2 separate regions of the Mus musculus genome follow, and region 1 is linked to region 2. The links are chromatin contacts, called in public HiChIP or PLAC-seq maps. All regions are on one chromosome and are shown on one strand. Each heading gives the region's core, a stretch centred on a gene start, on an enhancer-like site or on the middle of the called end of the contact. The rest is flanking DNA. Distances are from core to core; before and after follow the strand shown.

Evidence for each region. HiChIP or PLAC-seq counts read pairs in DNA pulled down with a chosen protein or histone mark.
Region 1: a contact with region 2 is called in an H3K27ac HiChIP or PLAC-seq map of the HPC-7 cell line, with 5 times the contacts expected there. The contact joins the enhancer-like site here to the promoter of Glo1 in region 2. A contact is called at or near these places in 1 of 39 promoter capture datasets (the HPC-7 cell line), 2 of 484 Hi-C or Micro-C datasets (the HPC-7 cell line and embryonic stem cells), 7 of 115 datasets of contacts at active chromatin or transcription factors (CD8 T cells, the HPC-7 cell line, the SCID.adh cell line and 4 more) and 3 of 9 other capture datasets (adipose tissue, liver and pancreatic islet).

Annotation. Positions count from the first base shown.
Region 1 is chr17:30,523,280-30,525,979 of GRCm38.p6, reverse strand. It overlaps Btbd9 (BTB (POZ) domain containing 9), which reads left to right. Exons shown (of 11, transcript NM_027060.1): 4 at 1,003-1,267. Among named protein-coding and RNA genes, the nearest start is that of Btbd9, 52 kb to the left of the region's middle. Within about 2 kb of position 1,434, at least 45 of the 459 cell types and tissues checked have an H3K27ac peak or open chromatin away from gene starts, as enhancers often do. A contact at or near this core is called in the HPC-7 cell line and the SCID.adh cell line, where this site is marked.
Region 2 is chr17:30,611,297-30,613,996 of GRCm38.p6, reverse strand. Glo1 (glyoxalase 1) reads left to right here and starts at 1,338. Exons shown (of 6, transcript NM_025374.3): 1 at 1,338-1,529. The coding sequence starts at 1,446.

The DNA of each region.
Region 1 (2,700 bases), core at 185-2,684, 88 kb after region 2:
CATCTTAGTTTGTTTTCTATTGCTCTAATAAAACACCACGACAAAAAGCAACTTGGGGAGGAAAGGGTTTCTATCAGCTGACAGCTCTCAGGTTACCCTCCATCATCACTGGGGGAGTCTGGGAAGGAATGTGCAGGCAGGAATGAAGCCTAAGCCGAGGCCCTGGAGGAGTGCTGGCCCTAAGGCTTGCTCAGCTTGGCTTTTTTTGTTAAACCTAGGACCCATCTGCACAGGAGTGTGCTGCCCTCAGTGTGCTGGACCTCCTCTCACACCAGCCATTAATCAAGAAAATGCCCCCACAGAGTGTGTACAGGCCAATCTAATGGAGGTATTTCCTCAGTTGGGAGTTCCTCTTCCAGAAGACTGTATAGCTTGTGTTGACACAAGTTAACCAACACAGTAGGGGTAGGCCATGAGCTAGGAAGAGAGCTATATAAAGGGAAGAGGAGATCTTAAGAAAGGAGACCTCGAAAAAAGGTAGGTATGTATGAGTGAGTGTGTGTGTGTGTGTGTGTGTGTGTGTGTGTGTGTGTGTGTATGTATGGTAGTGGCATGTGAAGTGGAGCAAAGGAGTGTTACAAGTAAGAACAAAATGTTTGCAAACGTCACTTGCTCTGCATTGTAATTTTAAAAACTAACAAGATAAATCTGTTTAAAGCAAAAAAAAAGACAGGTATAGATGTGTGGGAAAGACCTCATTGCTTTATATAGTGGCACAGAATGCCTGAGTCTGATTGAAGGGTGCTGTTCTTTTTCTTTTTAAAATTGAATAGCCTGTGTTTCCTAGAACTCACTCTGTATGTAGCCCAGGCTGACCTCAGATCCACAGTAATTCCCCTGTTTCAGCTTTCCCAATGCTGTATTACACAGTGGAGAAGGGAAGAGCTAGGAAGACTGAAACCCAAGGAAAGGCTTGCTTTCTGTGGTCCGGTCAGGCTGACTGGCTGTGCATGTGGGCGTGCTCCACGCTGACTTTTTATGGTCCTTTTTTACCCTTTGCAGACAGCACTCCTGAATATCGTCTTAAGAGATTCGTTTGCTGCTCCTGAGAAAGATATTTTCTTAGCCTTGTTAAACTGGTGTAAGCACAATGCAAAAGAGAATCATGCTGAAATCATGCAGGCTGTGCGCTTACCTCTAATGAGCCTCACTGAGCTTCTGAACGTCGTGAGGCCATCAGGACTCTTGTCTCCGGATGCTATTCTTGATGCCATCAAAGTGCGGTCGGAGAGCCGGGATATGGACCTCAACTACAGAGGCATGCTCAGTAAGTACCTGCTCCCCTCCTCACCTAGGACTTTTGTTGGCATCATATGCTAGTTCTAGCTGCAGAGCTGTGGTGCAGGTCTGCAAAGCATATGTTGGGCCGAGAGCACAGAGCTCTGCTTCCTGTGGGTGTCTGTCTCTGCCATCTGTCCCAACAGGATGAGCTGCCACCAACCCAGCACAGCTATTTCCTGTCATTCTGGACACATTCTTTTATATGCTCCTCAGAATGTTGTAGACACTTTCCTGAAAGGTTGCTTGTCATTTCCTCCTTCCTTGACCAAGCCCTGTATCTAATTCTTTAGGTAGCACACATAGAGGTTCTAAGTAATGGGTGATGTTAATAACAGTATTTTGATTTTTCTTGCAAATGAAATAATAGTAATTGACAATTACAAAATGCTTTCTTTTTAAAAGATTTGTTTATTTTATGTACATGAGTGCTTAGTCTTCATACACCAGGAGGAGGGCATCGGATCCCATTACAGATGGACCTCTGAAAGAGCAGCCAGTGCTCTTAACCACTGAGCCATCTCTCCAGCCCTATAAAATGCTTTTTGTGTCATTGTGTTGGAAGGAGATTTGAATCACCATTCAAAGATTTCTATGATCTGGTTTAAACTGGCATGCAGACATTCTATTATGGGGCAGCATAAGCCTTCTGGGTGTACTCAGGGTCCCTCGGATACTCAGCTGTCTCTCTTAACCTCACCCATCTTCCAAACTGGTATTCACCCAATCACAGTGCCACTCCAGCTGACAGGGGTTTCTTGCCTTCTGCTCAATCATCCCATGGTGGTGCTCTCCTGGGTGATCTGGAAGAATTAAACTGGGTTCAGGAAGACGTGTGAGGAGGGAATTTAATCTGCACAACAGATACAGTGGAGTGATGGCTGAGCAGTGGGGAATAACAGAGGTATTGACTGGGTTCCAGGAAGGAAGATCTTGGTGCTAGCAGGATGTAAAACTGAGGATTACGTTTAGTGGATGTTACCACGGTTTTCTATATTAAGAAGCCAGAGATTCCAAGAGCCTATTATCTTAGGATAGTGAACAGTACCGGGTGAGCCCCAGCACCATCTACATTCTCAGAGTTAATGAGCAGAGTGCTCCTGAGAGAAGCTGAGCTTGCTTCTGTGCTGTTCTGTTGGAAGGTTTCTGATGTTTGTCAGTTCTGGTGAGGTTGACTGTTTCCTGGAGTGACTCCTCTGCTGACTGTTTCGGGACATTCCTGAAATGCTGGTGGGCCCTAAATAGATGTCCTCAGCCTGGTCTTATTTCCTGAGTTATCAGATCTAGATTTCTTTTCAAATGATAGTAGCTTTGTGGGTGCACATGCATATGTATGCACAACATGTTGGAGGCCAGAGGTGAACCTCGGTATTATTCCTTAGGAGTCATCCAACTTGATCTTGAGACAGGGTCTTTTACTGG
Region 2 (2,700 bases), core at 89-2,588:
TCTAGCGTAAATACTTAGCAGTGAGTCCTAGGATGGGCTCCCCTCAGCTCCACCAACTGCTGTCAAATAGGTTCCCCACAGGTTTCTAGTAATTTAGATTTCTGCCAGCTGTGCCTGTTGATTCCAGTGTTCTGCCTTCCACACTAACCATGATGGTTTTTACTTTAAAAACTTAACCTGAAGGCCTCGGAAGGGACTTCCCTATGTACTAGAAAACTGAAGTCAATTTTCACACACGGTGTTCTCTGTTTTGCAATCTGCCTGTTCTCCTCTTTGCCACTTTTTATTGGTTTGTATTTTTCATTGATCTGTAATTTTTTTTTACATATTCTGCACACAGAACCTATTATATTGGCCTTACATGTATATGACCTATACCTCTTTCTCCTAAGACCAGGTTTGTCTTCTTTATGTTCTGTTACATTAGAGTTATCAGTTCCTGTCACATTTCTCTCCCTAGTGTTAATCATGTGGTCATAGATAAACAAGAAGGAGGGGAGGGGATGAGAGAGGGAGAGATTAAGGAAAGATTCACCAAGAACCAAAGCTTCTTTAATTATTTTTAAGACTGAGTCACATGAAGCCCATTGTTGGCCTTGAACTCACTATGTAGCCCACACTGGCTTTAAATTTCCTACTTCTACCTCCCAATGACTGGGATTACAGATGTGAGCCACCATACCTGTACCATTCACCACATTTTAAAAGCTAATTTTAGATAAGACATCCCATCAGTTTTGTCTACACACATACTCTGTGTGTAGAAGTGAGTCATTAGAATCCCATTCAAACTCAGGTGGTTTGTGTATACTGCATAGTCAAACCACAGTTATTCGGTTCTACACACATTTTCTACATACATTCTCTACACACATTCTCCAAGGAGGCTCTGGGAAGACCAGTAAGTACCCCATGCTCCCCGGGCAAAAATATAGTGGAAGAAATACTTAAACTTAGCTGCTTGAAAACAAAAACAAAATCCTAAATTCGAATGGTTTTCAATTATCCTGGCTTCAGGTTCTTATACAATTTTTAAAAAGATTAACACCCAGTTCAAGCTCTCATTATTCTAAAAAGCGTAATTTCCACCAGGCTGAAATTTTCTATGAGGTTGCCGCCCCGAGGAATGGGTAGTTTTCAAGTTTTGTAATTATAAGCAAAATCAGGTTCCTAACACTTTTTTTTTTTTTTTTTTTTAAGAGTTGCCACTATTGTGCACAATGGCATTCTGGAAAATGTAGTCTCGCCATGCTGAACCAGACTCACTGGAATCCAATCAGCAGACAGCCAACAGCCATGTGCACCGTGGTTGGCTGGGAGCCGCGTCCGCCCGCCCCTTGGCCTGTCACTCAGCCGACTGCAAAGGCGTCCCCCGGGCCTTGTGGAGCGTGTGGTCCGCTGGCCTGTTTGCTACTAGGGCAGGTTGGTGATTCTCCAGGGCAGCCATGGCAGAGCCACAGCCGGCGTCCAGTGGCCTCACTGATGAGACCGCTTTCAGCTGCTGCTCCGATCCAGACCCTAGCACCAAGGTGGGTGACAGGGCCTCCTTTTCGGCGGCTGGAGCGACCTGGGGCTCTGGCCCTGCCTGACGGAATCCTAACCCGGTCTGGCCGCTGCTTGCATGTCGGCCGGCTGACGGCGCAGTGGAGTGAGCTGGAAAGAGGGCGATGGGGGCAGGGGCGGGGGGACAGTGCAGAGGGATCCCCATCTTCAGAAAGTTATTTCAAAACTTGTAAACGCCCCCCAGAGTGCGTTAACTTGTTTATTTTGGGCACGGTGTCTTGAAGCCAGGGCGATTCAGGGTCAGATTCCGTGTCTGTGGGTGCAGTTATCCTGGCTTAGGCGCCATGTCCCTTTAGACGGGCAGGCACTTTCAGAACTTGTATAGCTCAAGGGGCCCCTCTGTAACTGGTCCCTCTCAGCCGTACTCTTTTTCGTAGTCGCCTTGCCGCCAGGGTTCACTCCTCCAAACTACTGCGGTTGCTCGAATTTAACTGCCTTTGCTTGCTTGGCTTTGCCATTGCTCAAGTCCACACTTCTGTCCACCAAGAGTCTCTGGAGAGATTACAGATAATAAATAGGACCTCGACTTGGAGGGAATCTTAGACACTTTTCTTCGGACCCTTTCGTTTTGTAGTTACAACCAGTAAGGAGCTTAACCGATGGCATTGAAAAACTTTCCCTTAAACACGGCTGTACTTACAGTAAAGTAGGCAAGACTCATTCAGGTGTGGTCCCTGCCTCTGCATGGCCAAAAGTTAGACGTGGTGGCTGACGGAGGAATTTATTCCTGTATAGTCATCCGTGCCAGTAAACACCTATATTCAATTAGGTGCTGCATCATTGTGAATTCCTGGATTGAATGTGGGCTTTATGCAGACCTCTAGGAGGGGCAGATAGATGGTGAAGACTTTGGTCCCTGCTTGTTCTTTGCCTTAAGGGCAAACAAGAGTCAGACATACTGTAATTGCCAAAGCTTTTGACTAGCACCAGGTGTGTACTTAGGGACACTCTTAGTCACTACAAAATTAAGGCAGGAAGGAAAGGCCGAATACAGGCACACTCACACACACTTCTCCCCATTCCTTCTATTTACCCATACATAACCTTAGTATGCATTTAATTTTTTAACATTGTGTGTGTGTGTGTGCATGCGTGTGTACGTCAGTGAACAACTTTCTCTCCATATTTGTGGGTATT